Linked DNA regions of Sus scrofa: regions 2, 3 and 4 are each linked to region 1. A link is a contact called in public Hi-C and HiChIP or PLAC-seq data. All regions are on one chromosome and are shown on one strand. Each heading gives the region's core, a stretch centred on a gene start, on an enhancer-like site or on the middle of the called end of the contact. The rest is flanking DNA. Distances are from core to core; before and after follow the strand shown. Region 1 overlaps LOC100512907 (a long non-coding RNA gene). Region 2 overlaps LOC100512907 (a long non-coding RNA gene). Region 3 holds the start of SOX4 (transcription factor SOX-4). Region 4 overlaps LOC106504342 (a long non-coding RNA gene).

The links. A called contact is a pair of places that touch in the nucleus more often than the background predicts. HiChIP or PLAC-seq counts read pairs in DNA pulled down with a chosen protein or histone mark.
Region 2: a contact with region 1 is called in an H3K27ac HiChIP or PLAC-seq map of skeletal muscle, with 6 times the contacts expected there. The contact joins two enhancer-like sites. A contact is called at or near these places in 2 of 47 Hi-C or Micro-C datasets (both in skeletal muscle) and 1 of 2 datasets of contacts at active chromatin or transcription factors (skeletal muscle).
Region 3: a contact with region 1 is called in a Hi-C map of heart right ventricle, with 5 times the contacts expected there. The contact joins the promoter of SOX4 here to the enhancer-like site in region 1. A contact is called at or near these places in 11 of 47 Hi-C or Micro-C datasets (brain, embryonic fibroblasts, fetal heart ventricle and 6 more) and 1 of 2 datasets of contacts at active chromatin or transcription factors (skeletal muscle).
Region 4: a contact with region 1 is called in an H3K27ac HiChIP or PLAC-seq map of skeletal muscle. The contact joins two enhancer-like sites. A contact is called at or near these places in 2 of 47 Hi-C or Micro-C datasets (fetal skeletal muscle and skeletal muscle) and 1 of 2 datasets of contacts at active chromatin or transcription factors (skeletal muscle).

Annotation. Positions count from the first base shown.
Region 1 is chr7:17,346,860-17,352,655 of Sscrofa11.1, reverse strand. LOC100512907 (a long non-coding RNA gene) reads right to left here. Exons shown (of 7, transcript XR_002346090.1): 7 at 1-3,159. Among named protein-coding and RNA genes, the nearest start is that of PRL, 110 kb to the left of the region's middle. Within about 2 kb of position 1,550, at least 46 of the 83 cell types and tissues checked have an H3K27ac peak or open chromatin away from gene starts, as enhancers often do. A contact at or near this core is called in brain, embryonic fibroblasts, fetal skeletal muscle and 1 more, where this site is marked.
Region 2 is chr7:17,063,201-17,069,296 of Sscrofa11.1, reverse strand. All of the region lies in intron 3 of LOC100512907 (a long non-coding RNA gene), which reads right to left. Among named protein-coding and RNA genes, the nearest start is that of SOX4, 180 kb to the right of the region's middle. Within about 2 kb of position 2,191, at least 19 of the 83 cell types and tissues checked have an H3K27ac peak or open chromatin away from gene starts, as enhancers often do. A contact at or near this core is called in skeletal muscle, where this site is marked.
Region 3 is chr7:16,882,810-16,889,114 of Sscrofa11.1, reverse strand. It overlaps SOX4 (transcription factor SOX-4), which reads right to left and starts at 2,281. Exons shown (of 1, transcript XM_013977467.2): 1 at 1-2,281.
Region 4 is chr7:17,848,560-17,854,962 of Sscrofa11.1, reverse strand. The region is part of intron 2 of LOC106504342 (a long non-coding RNA gene); the gene reads right to left. Among named protein-coding and RNA genes, the nearest start is that of HDGFL1, 160 kb to the right of the region's middle. Within about 2 kb of position 1,277, at least 3 of the 83 cell types and tissues checked have an H3K27ac peak or open chromatin away from gene starts, as enhancers often do. A contact at or near this core is called in fetal skeletal muscle and skeletal muscle, where this site is marked.

The sequences.
Region 1 (5,796 bases), core at 301-2,800:
AGAATGAGCTATTCTGATCTGGCAGGTTCCGCTCCTTGACTAAATCGAAGATGTAAATTAAACGGGCTCCGACAATGTCAGCTTTGGCAACCTCAGAGTAAGTATATTTAAATTATATTACGTGGGATTCAAAAAGCTATTGATTTAATATACAGGGCTTTCCCCTGCCTGCGCGTCTCCCTAATCCACATTAAAAAGGGAAATGCATACACGGGTAACGTAATACATATGCGCGTATTACCCAGGAAGCCGAGAGAGAGCGGGGCTGAACTGAAATTGACTTCTCTTCGGGCAGAGAAACAAAGCGGGTGTGGAGTAATTGTGCAGTGTGAACACAAATACAAATAGGCAATGAATGCCGTGGAGGAGCGCTGAAAACAAATAAGAGTAAACATCCTAAGCCTACCAACCAATCAGCTCCTCCCACCGTGTCTCTGTGGGGGCTGTGGGCGCACCGCAATCGCTAAGAACCAGAGACAAGGGAGGGAAGTGAAAACGTGGCCTTAGAATCTCAACCACGGTGGTGCCCCAACTTGGCCTGGGGTTATTCAGGCACTGCTGTTTGGCTTCAGGACAACCAAGGCTCCTTCAAGGTTTATACCAGGGCTAGCAACAAAAAGCAGAACCCCACAGGAGTTTTCAAATTCTAAAATGGGCATTTTCAAATTCAATTGACCCAATTTATCAGAATATAGCTTTTAACTCCTCTCCATGTTAATGCACAAAAACACGTAAACAAACACTTCCTGAGGATGCAGAGATAAGGGAGACGAGCAGTGCTGTTTTGGGCTATTTGGGGGAATATCTTGCACTGATGGGGCAAAGTGCTAATATTTTCTTACACAATTAATCTGCATTTTTAAGGGTCCACAGTTTCATTTAATGAATACACAGTATCCCCACCTCCCCAATGAATAAATAATTCAGCCTTCAATTATGCAGAATTCAGCAAATCTCAAATGTGTAATCCATCAGTATTTGATTTACAAACATAGAAGATTCCCTAATTCATTTGCCCTTGTTTGAACCGGGTTTGATAACTCGGTTATGACTGTCTTCTGCACTTTGTGGCACACATCACATAGTTATTCTTGGAGAGATACAGTTACTGACGCAACCATGAACCACTAATTACAAGCTGCTGACATTCTGCTTGTCTCTGCAGCTTTGAAGTTCTGAGTCTGTTTTTCTCACTTATGTGCTTGCTCAGTTTCACTCTCTTTCCCTCACTGCTCCCCTCCCCCCATCGTCCTCTCTTCTCCTTCTTCCCACTTTGAGCCTTTCTGGATTGGCTCTAGTACTATCTGGAGGGAGCGCTAAGAGGGATCAGCAGCTCCAACCTGCTTTCTTTCCATTCCCTCCCTGCTCCCCGTGCGTGCACACAGATCTACAGTTTGGACAGTACAGTAATAAGATCCCCACCCAACCCCACCCGCAGGAATGCGTCAACAGCTGGCCAAACATAATCCAACACACAGAGCTGCCTTTGTAGAAATAGTAACAAACAGTGGAAGGGCCAGACAGGCATCCCAGACAAGCTCCCCATGACAACTGGGAAAGCTCCTCTACCCCAGACTGGAGCTGACTCCTTTACCAAGCTGGGCTTGGGGTGCCACGGCTCATGCATCTAAAGCCCAAACAAGCGCCTCCCCAAGCTCTCCAGAGGCTGTCCCAGGGCACGTGCATCTCCCCACAGCAAGGGAGATCCCGCGCTTCCTCTATACTGAGTGTGACTCTTTTTTGCCGCATGGCACGCGCCCTCCAAACGCAACACCGCAATCCCAAATTTCATCAACGGTATCCCGCACCTCTATCTAGCCATCTACCTGCAAGCTCGTAAGGACCATCTCTTCCTGAGCAAAGGACTCCTTTTCTTAATTTAGAGGCTGAGCCGGGAATTCTAAAACATGTAAATATAAGACTGCATTCGTCTCCATTGAACATTTAGCATCTGAAGCCTGTGGTAGCCAGCTGGTCTCAAAGTCATCTGGGATACATTTATTTTGATTAAATTGATCAGATTTCTATTTACAGGACAGAATTTTTCACCATACTGAATACAGCTGTGTTTACAGGGATCTGTAGAAGAAGAAAACAAAACCCTACAATCAGTCCTAGAGAAGCACAGAGCACTCAGAACTTCAAGGAGTTAAAGCTGAGGAGGGTTGCTTGCACATTAACAAGAAAATTCTGCATGCAGCTGCTTTGGCCATTCTCTCTGGCTAGTCAGGAAATGGGTGTTGAGCTGAAGCTGAAAATACAAGCTGCAATCAAGCCCAATCCAGCCAAGTGACAGACTTCCTGTGTAAAATGGTCAGAAATCTCTTTTTTCATGTCTCTACATGCATGCACATGCATTTAAATCCATGCTGCAAGGCTGCTCTTTCCTCTGGGGACACTGGTACAGTCACCTAGCCCATCAGTTTCTTCCTTGACAGCACCGGGGACATCCAGACTACAATTTACAGTTCCTCCATCCATGTACTGGGTTGTAAATTATGCCATCCTCCTAGAATGAGAATGCAGGGCGAGCGGCAGATGATCAAACGGCGTTCTGCATCTCCTCTTTCTTCTCAGGCGCTCCCTCGCTCTGCCTTTCTCCAACTCTGCCTCTTCCTCGGGCAGGCAGACACGTCAGATACCTGGTTTATCCATCGTCAGCTCCACTCCCAGGTAAAATGCCACCACATCTCATCAAGACTGATCCCTGGGAGCAGCCCCAGCTGGGGGCGCAAGGAAGGGGCTGTGGCCTGCCCTTGCCCTTCAGAGGACCAGTGGGCACTGGATGGAAAGTATTCCTAACTTCCCCTGCCCCGGTCCTTGGCGTTCTTCCCATGCGTCCCACCCCGGGTCTTCTGCAGCATCACCCTGTCTTCCAAGTCCCCTTGTCCGGCTGTGAGGGGGCCCCGGCCACAGCTCCAGCAGCAGGTCCTTCTTCTGCACTGCGTAGACCAGCAATGCCGGGTTCAGGTGACCGTGGCGAAGCTGGGGCTGGGAGGCAGCAGGAGCAGCTCAGGTAACCAGGGGAAGCTTGGCGCGCCCACAGCGATGCAGCCCTGGAGCTGTGAGGAAAGACGGTCTGCTTCGGTATTTAAAAAAAAAAAAAAAAAAAAAAAAAGGAAAGAAAGAAAGAAACACAAAAACAGCGCAGCTCGGCGCCTGCGGGGGTGGAAAAAAAACAGACACAAACCATAAAAAAAAAAAAAAAAAAAAGCAAGAGTTAAAATCAAATTTCAAAAAAAAAAAAATTACATAGATCAGAGTACTTCATGCGACTTTTATTTTTGACGTTTCTCGGGTTATTGGCCTCCCCACCCCCTCCAAAATCGCCTCTGTCCCTGAACGCTACTGTCCATGAGTGCCGAGCCACAAAGGCTTTTGCTCCAAAGTGCTGCAGACCCAGCATCACATGAGAAGCCACATGACAACTGGAGTCGGCTGCTGATGTGGTCAACTATGTTGCCGAGGCAAGGGGGAGTAGGAGGGAGACAAATCTTAAGTGAGACATGCCCCTCTCGTGCTGCCAGGAAGAAATTTCCTTAAAAGAACAATGAGTAAAAGGCATCTCTGAAGAAATGCATCCAGACTTTCATATATGCACACGCACATAGACTAAAGAGATCATGGGTGCTTGGAGACATTTTGAGGATGCTGTACCACAGACACTAGCTGGATGGCAGCAATATTATTTCTAGTTTGTATTAGTCAAAGCTGATTCCACTTAAGCGGATTCCTGAAAAGCACACACCATGTCTTCATAGCATGATCAGGCTTGGAAAACCAATTCTATTATCTCGCCCTGCAATCTGTATCTGAACCTGCATTCTGAATAATTTATTTTTAGACTAATAAGATGCTTGCCAAGACCGCTCCCTTTCTTCGGCGAGTGGCGCAGGCAATATTCACCCAAGTGGGAAGAGCTTGCCCCTTTGTAGGGAGAAGAGACGAGACGGTTTTCATGATTTTCAAAATACGCAATTTCTTATTTAAAGGCACACAAACACAATAAAGTTCTCCCGCAAGTAAGCATTAAAACCAAGCAAAATGTTTCTGCTTCATTGAATTAACATGCCTCTTATTTGCAGTTTGGCATCTCACGCTGGCAAATGGTAGTGCTATTTTTCTAGCGCTACTCACGGCTGCAGCTAGAGCCCTTAAGCCACACGGATAGTGCTGCTTCTCAGCAGGGCAAGAACAAACAACCGCTTTCTGGAGCACCTCTCTGCAGAGGTGCTGCACTGCCAGGTATGTTCTGCTAGTTACATTAAGGCACCTAAGAGAGACATGGCCTTCAGGCCTTGTAGATACCATCACTCATCTGGGAATTAAATGAGTTGCCTATTTGGAATAGCCTGTCCAGGATGTGAGAGGTATGCTTCTTTAGAAAATGTGATCGTGCCAGCTAACCAGAACCTGAGAATCAGTAAACAAGGGGTGAGAATTGTCTCCAACTTGCCTTACTCAACCCTAGATATCAAGGTAAGTAACCATCCATTCATTCAAGACGCACGTATCAGTCTCCGGTTGCAAGCATGTGTCAGGGACTGTCCTAGACACTGGGGATCCAGGAGCAAACATGGGCAAGGTCCCTGCCATCGTGGAGCGCCCATTGTCTAGTATTACATCTATATTTTTTCCAGTCGAAGCCAACCTTCTCCCAATTTGGATATTCGAAAGATATCTAAGGAAGAAACCCAGCAGTCACTTCTGCACTCTCTCCTGGCCACCATCCTCTATGAACTCCCAAGTTTTATGGCTTCTTTCCTTACAAACAACTCTTGAATTTCAGATTTCCTCTCCACTCCTCTGGAGTCCACGCTCCTGCATTCACACACTCATACTCAACCATCCTCTCTCTGGTTTTCCTCTTTTCATTCCAGTCCATTGGGCAACCTGCCAGGAGACGAATCCGACCAAACCACCATGTTCTTGATGTCAGACAGGGGACAAGAACCCCTGTCCCTGTGGTCTGGACAATCCTCTGTCCAAGACTGAGGATGCCTCCTTATCTCTTAACATGCATCTGCTACCAGTAAAGACACCCTATTATCTATTTAAGTAGACTGGTCTATTCCCAATCCTCTGAGCACATCATCCATTGAATCAGGAGAAAAAATAACAATTTTGGCTTACTTCTGTTAATAACTAACACAGAGTGCTGTAAGGAAAACAAAGACACACGAGGCACAGTCCCTGCCCTCAGAGAGTGTATAATCTAGGGAACCTGGGCTACATATCCCATCCAGCACTAACCAGGTAAGACTTTGAACTGCTATCTCCCCGAGCTGCATTTCCTATAACAGTAACAAATAGGTCTAAATCTGTCTACTAAATAAGGGTTGGATAAACAGTACCATAAAAGGGTTGAGAAGGGAAAGATTACTTCTACCTAAACATAAGGAAACGTCCCCAAAGGAACCCTAAGATTTGCAGGGTTTGTTTGAGCTATGAAATGAACAGGGTAGGGGGTGGGGTTTGGGTCATCATAATAATAGCAACAGCAATAGCCTAACACTCAATACGTGCCAGGGTCTTGTCTAAGCATTTCACACACGTGAATGGACTTAAATCTTAGCAATCCCATGAGGGATTTATCGCTTTCATAAGCTCTTTTCAACAATACTGAACAGAAGCACAAAAGAGAGGTTAAATAAGCTGCCCAAGACTGCACAGCAAGTAAGTGCTAAAGCACGTCTGGCCCCTGAGCATGTCTTTTTAACCACCATGCTGTCCTCTGTTGAAACTGGAAAATCAGTGGGAGGGAAGTTAGAAAGGTGAGAACACACAGCTACGCCC
Region 2 (6,096 bases), core at 942-3,441, 280 kb after region 1:
CGGGCCCACCACTGCCCCTTCCAAGAGATCAGGGTGAAAACCACCTGCACTGTCCCAAATGGTATCACTTAGAAAAGCTTGCAAGTGTGAATACACTTAATAGTCACTTCTGTTCAGCTTCTGCAACCTGTATCTCATATCTGAATCAGGTCAGAAAAAGACACAGGAAAAAGCCATTTTCGTGCTTATTCATTCAAGTACGTTAGCAAAAGACAGATGTTATAACCGATCTCCTAGCTCACTGTAGAAAATGAAGGAGAGCAAATGTGAAAATAAGTTCACCTGTTCCCAATTCCTGCTCAACTACTGTTAAATGTTCTGGCATAGTTCCTTTTCAATATTTAAAAGTACATTTTTACATGGGTTTTCTTGGTTTGTTTGTTTCTGAGGTTTGGTTTTTTTTTTTTTTTTTGGCTTTTTAGGGCCACACCCTCAGGGTAGGGGTTCCCAGGCTAGGGATTCGATCAGAGCTGCGGCTGCCGGCCTATGCCATAGCCACAGCAATACCAGATCTGAGCCACATCTGCAACCTACACCACAGCTCATGGCAACATCAGATCCTTAACCCACTGAGTGAGGACAGGGATCGAACCTGAATCCTCATGGATATTGGTCAGGTTGTTAACTCACTGAGCCCCAAGGGGACCTCCCAACATAGGTTGTTTATTGGACATTTATCTGCAATCTTATATTCCTTTCATATTTTCTAATGTAAATCAAACTTAAATATGAATTAAAAATAACTCCTAAACAGTTTTAATGTGCAATATTCCTCTCGTACACTTAAACATATATAATTATTTATATTGTTGTATGATGGGGATATCGTCATTTTTTTTCCCTTTTAAAGATTTCTTGTGTCTACAAAAGAGGAAAGTATGTTTATCTTTCAAGGTCTCTAAGATGTGCATTCCTAAAAAAAGAAACACACCATACCAAGATTTAGAGTATTCTGTAATCATAATCATTTAAGCAACTTTTATTAATCAGTTAGATAACTGATATTCTAACTGATAGGAACTTCAGCCCTTTTTTTTTTTTTGTCTTTTTGCTAATTCTTGGGCCACTCCTGCGGCATATGGAGGTTCCCAGGCTAGGGGTCGAATCGGAGCTGTAGCCACCGGCCTACGCCAGAGCCACAGCAACGCAGGATCCGAACCGCGTCTGCGACCTACACCACAGCTTACGGCAACGCCGGATCCTTACCTTAAGCCACTGAGCAAGGGCAGGGATCGAACCCGCAACCTCATGGTTCCTAGTCGGATTCGCTAACCACTGCGCCACGACAGGAACTCCTCCTAGCCCTTTTTAATAATGCATTTTCGCATGGATCCCAGACTATCACGTCTTCAACGGCATTTTTTAGGGAGTGATTTTACTTTCTAAAACATCTCTGTCTAGTAGTTCCACGGTAAAAGCAAATACACGCAGGAGGATAGAAAAAAACGCTGTGGAGGAAGGCAGGAGGGGAAGAGGAGGAGAGGGGAGAAATGATGCCTACTCTATGGTGAACCCTAGACACTTTTTCACTTATTTCTCAAGTTTTGCCCTGAAAAATATCTCCTCACACATGAAGTGGAACAAAAAAATAGCGCGTTCAGGTTTAAACGAGGCAGGGGACAGGATGAGAGCGGGTCCAAGAGTTCAGAGGCAGAGAAGGAAGGAGGGAGGGGCCAAGCCGACAAGGCACCCTCCACTTCTTCTCTTTGGTTCCTGGGCCTCCCCTCCAGGCCAAAGCTGTGGGAGGCCTCCAGAGCCAGAAAAGCTTACGACGACCCTCCCTCCGCCCCATTCAGTTCTGCGCCCAAGGACCCCACCCCTCCCCAGCCCGGCCCAGCCCCACTGGGCCAGGCCCGGCAGCAGCAGCAGCTCCAGGCACCCGAAGGTCATTGCTCGGTTTGGCACCAAACGTTCCCTCAGTGAAAACAGGCCTCCAAAGAAGAATGAAGCAACAGCCAGGAAAGAACCACTTTGCACACAGACTTCCAAGGAGAATTAGCCTCGTGAAATCCTCTGTGCAAAAGTTCACACCATAAAACAGCTGCTGCTCCATGTCTCGGGGTTCTAATTAGCCCCCGGCTCCTGAGGTGCACAGAACTTCTGGCCAACGGTGTCCAAGCTGCTCAGCTCTTCCCGGTGCCGTTAGATCCCCAAAGAGCCCTTGGTCAAAAAACTAGGTCATCAGCTTATCCGCCGCGAAGCATTTACTGTCGTTTCCAACGGCGTGTTCTGCTCAAGAGGTTATGATAATAAAGGAAGGGCTGCAAACATGCTTTCTTTCAAGTCCTGGCCTGCACGTTGCCACTTCCAAAACACTGGCTCCTTACCTTATCTTACTCTGGCTCTTTTAGACTCAAACCCACTGAACTCTGACCCTTTTCTGGATGAATACAAATCATTCCTTGAATGACTCTATCAAAGTTTATCTAAGCTCTCTCCCCACCACCGTCCCAGCTTTAACCTAACAGGTCCATGCCAAAAAAAAAAAAAAAAAGATTCCTGTTTCAAAAAGTATTAGCATGCTTTACCCCTGCCAAAGTTTACAGCATAGTTACATCCTGCCATAGAAAGGATGGGGCTGGGGGGGGGGGGGGCGGGATGCGGAGGAGGGCAGCTGTTTTTTCAATCAACTCCAGCAGAAAACCTCCCACGTCCCCCACACTGCTTCGTCCACACCCCCAGCAGGGCGAAGAGGGAGACCACGTGGCAAGTTTTATTTCTCCGAGGAGGAATCAAGCTAGCTGGCTGGCTGGCTTTCTCCATTCTCCCGTAATTGACCAAGATCCTTTCTCATTCACCTGGGGACCATTACAGATCCACGCCAAAGGGTTGGGTCTCTGCTCCCCTGGAGGCTGACTCCCGTTCTGATGGAGCCCGAGGCTTCGATCTCCTCCCCATCCATCCTCGCCAGAATCTTGCATCCTCCCACTTGAGCACAGCCCAGCTCAGGGGCACGCATGTCAGTGTCATACAAATAACAAACTCCAAGGTGGGTTATTTTTCATCCCACACCTTCCAGGAATGTGCTGCAACACCTTCCCACAAAAGGACACAGCTGCTGCTGACAGTGTCACAGCATCCCAACCAGCTATGTCCTCCCCTCCGAGCTCAGCAACTGGGCTTCTCCTTGCTCTTCGGACATGTGAAGAGGAAGGAAGGGAACCTGGGGGGCGTGCACAGGACAAAAAGCAGCTGCGGCCCACCCCCTCCTCCGCCTGCCCAAGAGCTCTCAACCCAGGGACCTTGAGATCAAAGGGTGGCTCCACCCAGGCGCTACCTCTGATTATTTTTCTCCCTTCCAGTAGGCAAGCAGAGAAAAGGGAAAATAAGGACAAATGTGTTCCAAACAGAAATACTGCCTAACACTAATTTGGCTTTGGGCAAGGACCAGATTTTAGGCCCGATATCTCCATCTCTGTCCAACGGTTAAGAAACTAGGGTGCAGCCTTGATCCAGCTCTGAAGCCTGCTGCCCAGAGCCTCTGCCAGACCCAGAGGAGCAACAGAACCCCAGACTGTTCCTCATTCCCTAGCTGCTCCCCCCTTTTTTTATTCTTGGTAAATTCTTTTTTTTTTTAATGCTGTGGTAATACTAATTACTATGGAATGGACTTTTAACTGCAAAACTTACATTCCTGGTGTGAAATGGTTCAGTATTTAGAGAAGACAGTACGTGTACATGAGCTGTTCTTCTAAAAAGCCTCTCGATCTTTTCTCAAATGACTGAACTGTAGCCAAAGAATGTGAATCAATGTTGATGTTATAGCTGAAGAAAAATCTAGGTTTAGGTAGCATTCATCTATGACCAATGTCATAACATGTTGCCCGTCACCCATTTAAAAATGGTCATAGGAGGTGACACATCATGAGCACTAACTGATGTCATCTCTAAATGCAGGTTTAATAAAACTTAACTCATTCACTGCCTTGAAGCCTGTCTGAATTCTACCCTTAAAAAGCTGGATTGCTGTGAAAGGCATAAAATCCCAAAAGTTTTATTTTGGCCTAGTAAATATATCATTAACATAACAATTGTTGGTGTAAGAGGTTTTTTTTTTTTTTTTTTTTTTTTTTTTTTTTTTTTGGTCCTTTTAGGGTCACATTCACAGCATATGCAAGTTCCCAGGCTAGTGGTCGAATCAGAGCTGCAGCTGCCGGCCTACATCACAGCCACAGCAACACAGGATCTGAGCTGTGTCTGCAACCTACACCACAGCTCATGGCAATGCTGAATCCTTAATCCACTGAGCAAGGTCAGGGATCCAACCCACGTCCTCATGGATATTAGGCAGGTTGATTACCAATGAGCTACCACAGGAACTCCGTAAGTTGCATTTTTAAGTTACGCTCTCAAACAGACATTTCACGATTTAAGTCACACTCTACCTTCCACACACACACATTTTTCTTCAAAAAAAGAAAACAAGCTAACATCTAACTAAGCCAACTCCTGATTCCCAATCAGTAAAGTCTACATCGGAAGTCTGATGCTTCCGACTCTGCTCCATTTCCATGGCTATCTAAGCATAAATGGAGGACAGGGACAGGAGAGAATCAAGAACTGGAAATGTCCATCTATTAGGAAGTTGAATTTCCCAATATAAGGTCGAGACAGTGGGATGGATTAGCTGAGGGTTTTTTTTGTTTTTGGTTTTTTTTGCCTTTTCTAGGGCCGCTCCCGCGGCATATGGAGGGTCCCAGGCTGGGGTCTAATCAGAGCTGTTGCTGCTGGCCTACACCACAGCTCACAGCAACGCCGGATCCTTAACCCACTGGCAAGGCCAGGGATCAACCTGCAACCTCATGGTTCCTAGTCAAATTCGTTAGCCACTGCGCCACGACGGGAACTCCTTGATTAGCTGACTGAGGGCTTGTCTGTCAAAGAGACCATCCCAGGAAGAAAACCAATTAACTTGTTTGGTTTTCATGGTAGAATGGAACCAAACAGTGGGAAAAAAGCAATCTATCTACACACAGCTCCCTCTCCTCCTCTGCACTGGCCCTTGGCTTGGCTCCTTGGTAACTTGTCTCCAACATCACCTGGTAAAAAACTTATTTGCAGCCAAGCAAATACTTGTGAACTTAATCTGACCTCTGTTTGCTGTCTCTCTGCAAAGAAACCAAAATATGTAACTCTTATCTCATTGAATCCCTAGACTATCAAAAGACACAAATCCAAAAAAAAAAAAAAGGGAGGGGAAATAAACTGATGTCAAAAGAGATAAATACAATGTGTTTCCACGTATTACTATACAGTTAGAGTCATATGGCCCTTAGGTACCAAGCACCATAGGATCACTGCTTAAAATGTCCAACACTGCTTATCCAGATGATTAATTTCATAAATAAAAATGAGTAATACCTCCAAGTCATCTTTTCTAAGATTAAGGTCCCTGTAGCAGCCTTAGGCAACCAATCAGAAATTTTCATTTAAAATAAGTTTTCTTGCTAGTTTGAAATAGTGATTCACTCTGCCTCTCTCACCACTAACCATCTGAGCTGCCTAAAAATCCAAACAGCAACAACCGTACAATCAATTGAGCAGTATCATAAAATCACATCCTCCCTGAGCAAGTGAACTTCCTCAATACTTTGTAGTGAATGGGGAAGGACCCAAGCAGAGAATTTACATCCTAAGCCCAGAAAGGATGGGAGTACAACGTACTGCTCAAAATACTCTAGGAGAGGCGAAATGCAGCGCAAGTTCTAGATAGACAAAAATTAAATGTGATTATTAAAGGCATATGCTCCATGGCTCCCAGTGCCCTGAGAATTAACTCCATCCAAGTTGTTTCATATTTATTAACCACCAAAAAAAAAAAAAAAAAGTAGCTCCCTATTTTCACTTTCCAGATATAGAGGGTCCTCCACCCTCTTGGCCTTCCCACAAGAAGCAATTTGAAAATACGTATCTATCTATGAAGGGCCTACTCATCTTTGTCTCTGGGCCTGTCCAGTCAGGGATGAGATATGCGGTTCTTTTAAGAATGGCACAAAAACATGATCCAAGGAATACACAAGGAGAGGCAGGACTGGGTATGCCTCACTAGATCCATGCTTACCCAAGGCGGCAGAGTCTCTGGCAAAATTTTCATGT
Region 3 (6,305 bases), core at 1,032-3,531, 460 kb after region 1:
AGGATGGCCACTGATGTGAAAAAATAATCACAGATCATAAACATGAACTATCCAAGGACCACATCAGCAATCCTATTGTCCTAATGATTTGAAAAGAAACTTCATGAAGAGCCTTGTGAAGAACGCAGCAAAGAAAATGTGCTTTCGTAGTCAGAATACATGCTAATTTAGCCATGAAAATTACCTTTGGTCTAAGGTATGAAAATTAAAATTCTACTAAAAATTGGTCTTCCTTAACACCTTAATAGTAAACTGTTTTTCTATCAGCCAATGCTAAGTGGTTAGGTAGGGCTAACCTAACATAATTTAAGTCAGCTTTCTATTCAGATCAAACTAGTGCGAGGCAGTAGATTTCTATTTATCTTGTCAAACTTTTAAAGTATGTAGGCTGGCGAGAGGCCCAGGTTGTCAGATGTAGAATTTTACTGGAAAGAACACCCTTTGGAGACATCTGACTGGACCTCTAAGGATTAACCACATGCAAGAATGTTTTTGTGGGTAAAAGCAAATAATTTTTGACCAGTAGTTACCCAAGTTATATGCTTTTTCTTTTAGAAGGAGAAACAAATCTTAAAAACAAACAAACAAATTAAAAACCCGCAGGCACTTCTTTTGCATATAACAAAATTGGGTGTGTTATCATGCTTTTCATTTTCTTTGGTATGCATACCACAACACACCCGTACATGTTATCAGTCTGACATAAAAATTACTCTAAGAGGTCTATTATTTATAAAATCAATATTTCCACAAGAATAAAAAAAAAGAATAAACACCATGTTTATTTGGGGACTTGTACCAACTAAGGATTTGAGGGTGTAGCTAGTTTGTGATAATTCAGTCAAGGTGAGTATCAATATAATTGATTATATTTCCCAAGCTGTTTATGTTTCTAGCAGTGAATATTATCAGGGAAAAGTGAAGTTAAAGCAGAGTAGTTTTGTTTATGTTTAAAGCACACAGATCTTTTTAAAGTGTGTACTAAAAAAAAAAAATAGCCACTGGCCTATTTATATTGTTAGCTGTATTTCCCATATTTCAACAAATCTAAGTAATGTCTTCAAGACATACTATTGTTATATGTCCTTAAGAGAGAACAACTGCCAATGACACTGATACCCCCATGGTTGTAAGACATCTGAGAAGTTAAAAATGAAAAAGTTCTTAGAATTAAAGAAATACATTGTTAGTAATTTCCATTGACTTTATAAGAGTTTTAGGGTATACATGAATGCACAGACTGCTGAAATAGGTTTGTTCTTATGTGTTAGTAGTCCTCTTAAAATGTAACAAAACATGTGACAAATGGCCTTTTACTAAAGTCATTTTTCTCACCAACTGAGTATGTGCACACTGGAATGTATTAGGCCTCTGAATAGCAAGTAATGAGAAAAGATTTCTGTGTTCTCACTACCTAACTTCACATGCTTTGTAACCAATTTTCCATTACTGACATTTTTTTTTCCCCAAATACCAGATACTTGGTGGCCCCTACTAAATCAGTACTCAGTGTTCCCTCTGCTGGCTTTGCAGTACATGAAGTAATTCTTAATGCTACTCTTTAAGCCACATTAACAGTAAACCAAGATAATTTTGCAAAAAAAAATTCCTGTTTTAGAATAATAGAGTAATTGTTTTTATTAGCAATGATGCTATACATTCCAAATTTTGAATTAATGTAAATATTTTTAATCTTGTTTCATTTATTAAACTAATAATGAAACTATTTGAGATGTAATATAATATCTGCTAGTTCTTTTATTCTGCTCCGCACACCTGTACAACATAAAATATCAATCCATAAAATGGTATGGGGTATAGATAGAAATAAGATTGTATCCCACTGCTTAATATATTCCTATAGCATAGTGAGGGGAAAAAAAATCTGAAGGGAAATTAGTTTAACAGATCTCTTGGATTTGCACTGATTTGCAAGATTTTGCCTGGCCTTGGTTATAGAAACTATGATTGTAGGCGCTGTTCTGACCTAACAAGTATTCAGTTCAAAGAAAATAAAGAGAAAAGAAATACTTGTCTTTGTTACTTTAGTAGATAGGGAAGAAGCCTGAGAAATTTGATGTCCTTGGCCTTTGCCAACTAAAAGGCCTCAGGCTTTTTGGTTCCATACTTTATGGCAAAGAACCCTCCATCCAAAGCTCCTTTTCTTCTCAATCCGGTAGGCAAACGTAATTTGCACTCCATTTTGGGGGGGCTGATGAAGTTGTACTAGAACTGGACTTTCCTTTGGGTTGGGGGGCATGTTGAAAATTAATGTATGGAAGTAATTCTTATTTGCAAAATATCAAAATAGGGTCTGGGGGTAAAATGAAGTCCATGAATGATTTTTACTATTAGAATGAACTGAAAGATAAAAACCCTGCATTTCTAATAACTTTTTACCATTTTCTACCCCTTCCTAATCAGTGACTGGCACCTGGTAGGTTTATGTATGCACTTCATACCAGCGCCAACTCATTTTTCCTTTCCTTTCAGTATCCTCATGAGAACAAGAAGAAAACGGGTGTTTCCACTGGGCCACGGAGATTTGAAGCATAAATACAAGCTTCTGTCTGCCCCATTTCGCGAGGCAGGAGCAGGGCACACCCACTGGGAGCCTGGGTTTGCTCTGCCACCAGCCGGCTCCCAATCCGGGGAGAAGCCGCCGCCAGGTGGCAGCGCTGAGCCTCCCTGCACTCGCATGGAGACGTGGGAAAACGTGGAGACTGTCAGACTTCTTTCTTCTCCCCCTTCCACCTCTCCCGAACCCTTATCATCCCACACTCTTCCAACGTGTTTAGGTAGCAGTTTAAATGATCAGAGGTTATAGAGTGTGTCGATGAATCTTGATGATTTTTTTTTAAATCATAAATCGAGTTTGGGGCAACGAACAGTTTTGGCCTCCTGTTCACTTGTCAAAGCTCCCAGACACTGGAGACGCCAAGGCTAGCTCCGGTTTGGGTCTAGTAAGTGAACCGGGCAGTTATCAATTACCGTGTCCGTATCTTGCTGAAGCTGCAAGTAGTTAGAAGTCTCTCTCCGAGAGCCGCTGCAAAGGAGGCGCGCTTTACTTAAGGACTGGCAACGGATACCCCTCCTCCTGGAAAGATGGTCTCAGCCAGACGCCTGACCGAGCGCAGCGACTCGGTGGCGCAGGCTCGGCGCTCTTCCTGCCCTGAGCTCGGAGAGGATTCGGCGGGGATTAATGGTGCTCAGCCGCGTTCCGCCGCGCCGGCTGAGACTGGCCTTGCGATTATGGTTACAGGGAGGAAATAAATTGGAATCGACTCAGGCTGTGCTTTTTGGAGGAAAGTCTTTCCTACTGTAAACATGTTTCAGGCGATCCTGTCAGCAGTACTTTAACACCCGTCTTCCGTTTAGGTTTACGACCGGGGAAGAAGCTGAACACACACACACACACACACACACACACACACGCCCCCGCGCCCTCGCCAGCTCCTAGCCCTCCTTTGAAGTTGCAACTGGCCGCCTCTAGCCGGGGGGTGGTTTCCCGGGTGCTCGGCTTCTACATTTCCCCTCTCCACAGGGCCAGCTGGGCCCCTGGCTATGGTGCCCAGTTCCGTCCCTGACCGGAACTGACAGCCACTCGGCCCCCTGGCTTCCCCCGCGCCTTCGCTTTGGACGCCTAAATGTTCCGTGCGCGCTGTGCGTCTGGAACCCACGCTCCGGCTGGCATGCGGCATTCGTACACCGGCTGGGCACTCCCTCCCCGGTTCCACTGAGCCGGCAGCTGCCCGATCAAGAGGGCAGAGCAGGGCGTGTGCGCGGCGGGCGGGGGGAGGAAAAGGCTGTATAGGACGAAGGGAGGTTGACAATTGGTTGCACCCAAACCTTCAAGCGTCCCTTCTCCAGGGATTTCGAAGAGGCCAGCCTGCCTCGGTGCCGCCTCCCGTGCTGTAAAGGCGAGGGAATCGTGGAGTCGCGGCACCCGGGTCCCAAGGCATGGGCACACCAACGCCCCTTGTGACTCGACCTCGGGTCTCATGTTTGGGAGGAGGAAGCTGGCAGGTAAATCAGTGGTAGAGTCTGCGCCCCAGGCGCAGTTACTTAGAAGCAGAGCATGTGTGTGGGGGTGCAGGGTTCCTGCTCGCTTTGTTTCCCCCCCTTCCCCCCGCCCCGCCCCTCCCCGGGTTCGCTTGTCTGCCTTTCCGCAGGCTACCGCGGCAGCCAGGCCCGCGGGCAGGCATTCGGGTGGGGCTGCATAGCCCCACCCCCACCCCATCCCGTGGGGCGCCCTGAAACCATCCCTGTGACCTCAGTAAGGGGGTGTGGATGGGAGCACATCCCGCGGGATCCCTACCCCCAACTCAACAGCCAAATAGAAGCAATTACAGTTGGGGCCCCGTGGGGAAAGCGGCTGATTTCACTTATGGAAAAACGCTTAAACAAGAGCAAACCTAAGCCAACGTTAGTAAACGACTTGACCTACAATTGGAGGCTGTGCGAGGGCGGGCTGGGGCGGGCGCGTCAGCCAGGGAGGGAAACCCGCTGGGGAGAGGGCTGAGGGAAGCGAAGCAAAACGTCAGATAAGAGAAGGAGAGGAAAGGGGAAGGGGGAGGAAGAAAGGCTCTTGATTGCAGAGAGGGGGGGTGGGAAGGCGCGGAGCCCGCACGGGCTGCCTGGCGACGCGGGTCAGAGGGGAAGAGAGGCGGGCACTCAGAGAGGAGCGGGCGCAGGACGCGCGGGCTCCGCCTGGCACCAGCTCTCCTTGCTCCCCGCCCTCCCCTTCCCGGATCCCCCAAGGCCCGACGTCACGTGCGGAGCAGACGGCGGCTCGTGGGGGTGGGAGGGGCGGGGTGGGGCGGCCACCGAAGAACGCGGTGCCCCAGACCGCGCCGGGCGCGCTGCACACCTGGCACTCGGGACTCGCCATCTGCTCCAAGCTCACTGCTTCTCTGGCCAGTGGTGTGGGCTTGGAGAAATACAAGGGTACTGCCTGGGGAGAGGATGGCCTTGAGTCAGCCGAGGCAATGAAGTCAGTCAATCAATGTTTATGGTGCTCCTACTGTGTGCGGAGCATCTCCTCCAGCTGCTGGGCTCAGGAACGGCACCACCTGTTCTATAGCGTGTGTTATACATTGTAACAGTGCAAACGATAATCTGTAAGCAAATTCGACCAAGTACCGTTGAGGCAGTTTGAGAGTTTGGAGAGGTGTCGGGTCTGGCAGTATAAGGTATGAAAGTTTTATGATTTTTCTCGGCCTTCTTAAGTATGGGTGACACAGACAGACAGACACACACACCCATGCTTCCTGCCCCACCTTCTGACAACACAGAGATCAAAATTAACTATAACAGGAGTTCCCATAGTGGCGCAGCTGAAATGAATCCGACTAGGAACCATGAGGTTGCGGTTCCATTCCTGACCTCGCTCAGTGGGTTAAGGATCTGCGGTTGCCCTGAGCTGTGGTATAGGTCATAGATGCGGTTCGGATCCTGCGTGGCTGTGGTGTAGCCCAGTAGCTATAGCTCCGATTTGACCCTTAGCCTGGGAACCTCCATACGCTGCACATGCGGCCCTAGAAAGGAAAAAAAAAAATTAACAATAACAATTTAAAAAATAATAATTAGTGATGCTTAATCTAGGTTAGAAGGGCTAGCAAGTAACTGGATTTCATTAATTTCACAAATATCAGCCCCCAAACACTGCCTTGTTGGAACAAGTGTTTTATAATGTAGCTTTACTACTCTGGGTGAAAATTCGCTGAAAATATAACCTACCACGATTTAATATATTTTTGAAATCAATGTAATACTCAAACTACAATATAAAGGAGAAACAGGCACAACATTTATAGCACAAGAACATACATTTTAAAGGTGCATGCCCAGGTTGTTTTTCACTAGAATACCCCAAATGTTGTCTAAAAGTTCCAAAATTCTCCCTAGGGAGTACTGCCCAGATGTGAATTATGAGCTCGAGGGGGGGCGGGGAGAGGGGCTGCTGCCCGGCAAGTTCTAAGGAATGGGAATGCTATTGATATACCAGAGTCTTAAATTCAAAGTGGCTGTGGTAGATTCTTAAGATAAATTGGCCTTCCGATGTTTATGCCTTTTGTGGATCCTCCCCCATCAACACTGGGTGTGGTCACATGACTTGCTTTGGCCAATGGGGCTTTTGCCAGCATCACCCAGGCAGAAGCTTGATGAGTGCTTGCCCAGTGGGATTTGTCTACTTGAAACCGTAAGAGCATTGTATTGTGAAGAAGCTAGTCTGATTTAGTGGAGAGTGAAAGGCAGGGATGGGGACGCAATGATACCCTGCCCATGCTAGTGTCCCAGGCATG
Region 4 (6,403 bases), core at 28-2,527, 500 kb before region 1:
AGACAAGGGATCGAATCCATGCCACAGCAGCAACCCAAGCCACTGCAGTGAGACAACACTGGATCTTTAATCTGCTCTGCTGCACCACAAGGGAGCTCCTGATTCTCAAAGAAAGGAAAGAAAGAGAAGCAAGGAGGAGTATAACCAATTTCCTCAGCGTCCTTTATACATCTGAACAGCACAATTCCCAAGAAATACAGCCTTTAAATTGCAGCATGCATTTTATTTTTCTTTATTCTAAGTCAATTTTAAAGTTACACTTCTAATAGAGTGCCTACTCTTACATTTTAATTTCTTTCTTTGGGTTTGAGAGACAGAGAAAGAGATAGAAGCCGACAGCTGGGGGATAACTCAGATTGTGTTTTATGGCTACACGTGTGTGAGCATGCAATGCATAGGAAAGTGGTCTTTCCCAAGTGTGTCCCCGCACACATTTGATTGACAGTCACAACGATGGTGACATGACCTAGTTTTTCTTTCTTTAGAATACATGGATCTGCACCTAAAGATAGGTAGCCCTTGGCTTTGTCTCCTGGGTATGACAACTTTAAATAAATCCTTAAGTTCCATGACCCCATTCCCACCTTGTCTCCCTTCAACATGCTTCCTGAGTAGCTGCTAAGTATAAGGAACCTTAGAGAAAACAAGTAGAAGGAAGGGAAGAGTGCACACAAATAAAAGACTGAATATTTGAAAAGGACATTCAGCAAAAGGAAAAGCAAAAAATTGGGAAGCAATGGGGGTGAAAAGAAAACCTGGTGAATGGGGTTGGAAGAAGGGCAGGACTTGAGAAGATTCATGTCACCTGGCATCAAAGGAGATAGACCTTCTCTTCTCTTTGACTCAGTCCCTTGTTTATTGGGATGATCCACCATAGTCGGCTTAACTCTTGGCTGAAGCTAGGGAAGACTTGTCACTATTTGCTGTGTGAATCCATGTCTGTAATTTCTGTGACCTGAGCATTCAGGGCAAAAATTGTTTCCATTTTTTCCCATTTCATGCATCATTTCAGAGTTGTGTAGTCACTTTGTAGAAGCTGTGGGTGCCAATTTTAACAAGTAGAAAAACAAGAATCGCAAAGCCTGCATTGCCTGCATCTGCTTCTCTCATTTCTGAACCAGAGAGGATGGGAGTTACCGAGGACAACAAAAGTTAGCAACAGTGGATCCTGTGTTTGCATAAGTGTCCTATTTTAACTAAGAGCAACTGTGCATAATCCCCTCAGAGAATCGGGTTGCCAGTTGGCAGGCCTCTGGAGCCAGAACACCTGCGTGGTGGAGAGGCACTACTCTCTGTGAAGGGTGCCAGCCATGGCCTTTCCACCCCACAGGCTTAGCATCTGACTAAGCATGCCAGTTGCTTCTGAGGGCCAGTTGCTTACAGAAAATAACTACAGCCCTGTGAGACAGTGTTTCTCTCTTTGATTTTCTCTCTGGATCTGACTACCCTCTTTCACAACTTGCCCTATCTTGTATGGCTTTTCAAAGACTGTGACATGAAAGCAATTACAAATATTAAATACAGAAGGCAAAATTTATTATCCCTGAAACATCAAGAGAGCTGCATGGACAACAGATATTGGAGGGCACTTCCTGGAGATCATTTTGCTGAGAGTTAAATATTCCCAAGCATACTAAGGGTAGGGTCCCTCCAGTGTTTTGAAATCCCTGCCTTATCTGGCAGGATCTTTTCTGCCATTCTCCTCTTAGCTCTTTGCACATGCCTGGAAAAATGAATGAATGGCAGAACTCACCAATCGACTGACCAAGAACTGAATGCTAATTTACATAAATGTGACAGGATCTGGATTTCCATGTGCTTTTATAATTTAGCTACTTCAATAATTCTCAGGAAATAGCTTATTCTTAAGTACTCTTTCTTTCTCCCTTTTTCCTTCTTTCCCTCCTTTCCTTTTTTTTCTTTCTCTCCTTTCTCTTTAATGTGGTATAAGAAGATAGATTCTTAGGTCATAAACCTGATTCTGCCTAGGAGAGCAGATTTCTTATTTTTAAAGGCACACTGGGGTCACTGTGTCCCGACACATATCTTTTTGTTTTTTTTCTTAAGTGCATTTCTTTTAAAATGAAGGAAATCCTGTTATTTGCGACAACATGAGTAAAACTGGAGGGCACTATGCTGCGTGAAATAAGCCAGAAAGAGAAAGACAGATACTTCATGGTATCACTTACATGTGGAATAAAAAGAAATAAAAGTAAAAGCAGAGGGTTGAACTCAGAAACAGTAGGATAGTGCTTGTCAGGGGCTGGGGAATGAGGGAAATGTTCAGGGGATGGTAAAAGAGCTCAAGTTTTCAGTTATAAGAATAAGGTCTGAGTATCTAATATAGAACGTGGTGAATATAGTTGATAGTACTGTATTGAGCAATTAAAATTTGCTAGGAGAGTAAAACTTAAATGTTCTCACACACACACACACATTAATTACAGTAGGAAAAGAGATGTCAAATTGACTCTAGGAAACTTTTCACAATGTCCATATATATATTAAATCATCCTATTGCATAATTTAAGTATCTTACAATTTTGTCAGATAGACTTCAATAAAGCCTTTGAAACATAACAAAAATATATGCATTTCCTTCCTAATGACAGTTTACCTTGTCTTTAATGTATTGAACTTTTGGGAAGAAGATAACAGCATGCTGATTCTCTGGTCTGGAATCTCAACCAAAATTATAGCCAGGAGAGCATCTCCAGATGTTCTAGAGTCTTCCAACTCTAAGCCAGCCTGAGATAAGGATCCAGAAAGAACAGTACCCAAGCTGCCTGCTAAAACCAGCACCCAGCGTTAACATTACCTGGGTGGTGTTACTGGCCAGTGCATATTTTCATATGCATCCTCATATCTCCTATCAAGTTTATCTTTGAATCCTAGGGTGTTAGTTACTGTGTGTCAGACAGAATATATTCCTTTCTGGAAAATTCTCGATAGGGAAAGAAACTTTCATCGGATCCAACGAATAGCTCAATTGGCATACATGTTATCAGTGTGGTTTCAAGAGGCAGGTGCTCTCACACTGAAGTTTACAGTACATCCAACTCAAAATATTAGTGTTAAATTAACGAAGAATGAAATTTCTAGGCTTTCAAATAAAAGGTTATTGCTGAGAGTATCCCACATTTTATGCAGAATATAATATTGAAAATGAAAACAAAACTAATTGCATATGTTGAGGGTGATCTTTAGAAGCAGTGACAGAAATTCAAGCGACCTACATGCATTATATTCCCAGCGGAAATGTCCATCTCCATCACCATTGCCCCTTTTTCTTAATTTTTTCTCCTTTTTTTTCCCAATCGCTTTATTGAATTTTATGGATTTATTATAGCACCATCCTTAATATCACAAGATAGAGGATGAGTCCAAATTATGATATTGATATGGTAGCAGAACATGGCTGTATTTCCTTTTTTTTTTTTTTTTTCCTTTTTTGCAAACACTGGGTCAATTTTTCTCGTGAAGAGAGAGGTTGGGAAGTTAATTAGGTTTGGTACTAAAACGCTGATTAATTTCAACTGATTCTGTTAATTTCACAAGAAATAATTAGGAAAACCAGCAGCTTACACAGCATTACCTTGAACTATCTTCCCCTTAGTGGGAGTTTTTAAAGGTTGGTTGTGTATGATAGGGCAACAAAAAATTTCAGTCATAAGAACTGAAACCCATAATTGTCACTGTTGTGAATCTCCAGCTTGTCTTCGCAAGGTTTGATTTTACAATTTTGTGTATGCGATCGATGGTAGGAGATTTGAAATCTCTCCAGCTTCTACTTGGTATGAAAATCCTTCAAGATGCACTGGTTTGACGGACATTTCTTCAGAAATGCTAGCTACCAGAGTTGTCATAACATGTTTGACAATACAATTAGTATTATTTTGATGTTTTAAATATAAACAACAAGAAACAAAATCTTTGATGTCTGTGGCATTTTGTATTCTGGAGAAAATTTGGTAAACTTGGTATCTGGAATACTAATCAGAATGCTTGCTACCCATGAAAACAGCAAGTCAGCCATGGAAATGCCTGTCTTATTAACTGTGAAAACTGAAACACAGAGGGAAAATATAATCTGCTTTAAATATATTCTTGCATGCAGAGAAAGGCAATGCATTTGGAAGTCACAACTGGCATATCCCTTTGCTGTTTTCTAGGATGTGCTTATGTAAAATGAACACAGCCTCAAGATGAGGCACAGAAAGAACCAGAGACCTGGTATTCTTGTTTGGAGAGCCTGCAAGAGAGATGTTTCAAACACAGTACTTTATTAGTATTCCTTGGTGCTAAGACAATATCTATTAAAAAAAAAAAAAAGATTTCTCCAAAAAACACAGGCAAAAAAGTAACCATTAAACTTCCTCACTATAGAACTGTGTAAAATTTTCCACCCTTGAAGCTACGGCACATGTATTTCTTAAAAAGACAAAAAATATATATATATTAGCAAACCACAAACACATGTACACACACTGGGAAAATTGGATTGCTTTTCTCAACTGAATGAATAGATGTTTTTATTGATTTTTGAGTCTCTATTTGAATATAAGCAAGTGAGAAAAGTGACCGTTCTTTATTAAAATACAAACAAACAAAACCTGCCCAAATAGGAGTGGGTTGAATTTAGGACCCCCAGCCAGGTTAGATTTGGCTGCTGCAATCAGCCTTCATTGGGGTAATTCATTCTTTCTGTCTTTCTTTGAGGCTTAAAACTCCATAGTGTATTTTCAACCATTGACTGACATAGTTTTTTTTTTTTTTTTTTTTTTTTTTTTTTGGTATTAGTTATTCACCCTATTAACCAAAATGAGAATATCTGAGTTTTTAAAATATTATCATTTTTTTTCAAATCAGTGAGGCTGGGAGAAGGATATTGGCTCAGGGCAATTTCTTGGTTTTGCACTTTGGTGGCCATTTATAAGAAAACTATCTAGCAAAGTTGCCTCTAATCCTTTTGATTTCCATAACACTCTATGATCCACTACCTCTAAGAGTGCACTGTTTAATATCTGTATAATAATTTGACTCCTATTTTGTCCATGCTTCCTCTTTTGCTTTTGCAGCATATGGAGGTTCCCAGGATAGGGGTCTGATCGGAGCTGTAGCCATTGGCCTAAGCCACAGCCACAGCAATGCCAGATCCGAGCCGCATCTGTGACCTATACCACAGCTCATGGCAACGCCGATCCTTAACCCACTGAGCAACGCCACGGATCAAACCCACAATCACACAGTTTCTAGTCGGATTCATTTCTGCTGCGCCATGACAGGAACTCATAAAATATTTTTAAAGCTTCTAGACAACAGAAACTTGAATTCCTATGTGAATATCTGGAAATCTGTGTTGCAGAGCTATTTGGCAATTTCCCATTTTCCCTTTCTGTGGTCATTCACTTGTCAGAATTTCTTTTTCCTTTTCTTCCCTTATCAAAGTGAGGCCATCCAAGACTCCGTGTCATCATGCTTAATCCTATCAGCCATGGACGAATACTTGTGGAAGTAATTTATGCAAAAGCGCTACTGGGTCCAAGCATCTCCCTCCCAAGATGTATTTTTAAGAAGTTTAGAGGGAATGATGCTGTAATGAGAGACCAGCAAAACAAGCACAAAGTCAACGTAAAGAAAATATTCTGAAAAACAGTTCTCAGAAACCTGAAACCTGAAATTCTTGAGCAATTAAATCTGAATTAGGCAAGGAATACTGTCAGAGATATGTCACAGCAGGAAGATGAGTATGTAAAGAGCTCTTTAAAGGGGCGAACTTGCCAGGTAGGTGAGGAGAGTCTAGGATGATATTTGGCAAGATGTATGTGCAAAGAATCAGATTATGGATTATCTAAGGCTAGACATCTGCCTATCTAAATTGATAACATGGCCAATGTGTGTTGGACACAATTGGATTCTAAGTTTCCCAATACTTATCCTGAACTTATTTTTTAAGATTCTGTTTCCTGTGGCCACAGTTTTCTATCACATAGTAGAGGCAAATATTTAATCAATAAAGACCTGTTGACTCAATGAATCCTCTTCATGATCGCTACTTTTTTTTTTTACATATTGGTCCAGATATGTGGATTTTTCTACACAGAGAAATATACTGCATCAAAGAATATAAGAGCAGACCATCCTGCCTCAGTGATGGTTTAGAGAGGAATACGTAGATAAACAGATAGACTGATACATTGATACATGATATAGTTGTAGTTGTTGTTGTTTCCTAAACAGAGAACATTCTCCTACCCCAAACTGAACTTTATATGGAGCAGGAATATATAAAATATACAAAAGTAGAGCTTGCACCTTTTTTTTTTTTTTAATGTATGCAGGACATAGCTTCTCTTATTAATAAATCCTATGGTACTGTAACTGCTAGAAAGCTATCCATTGT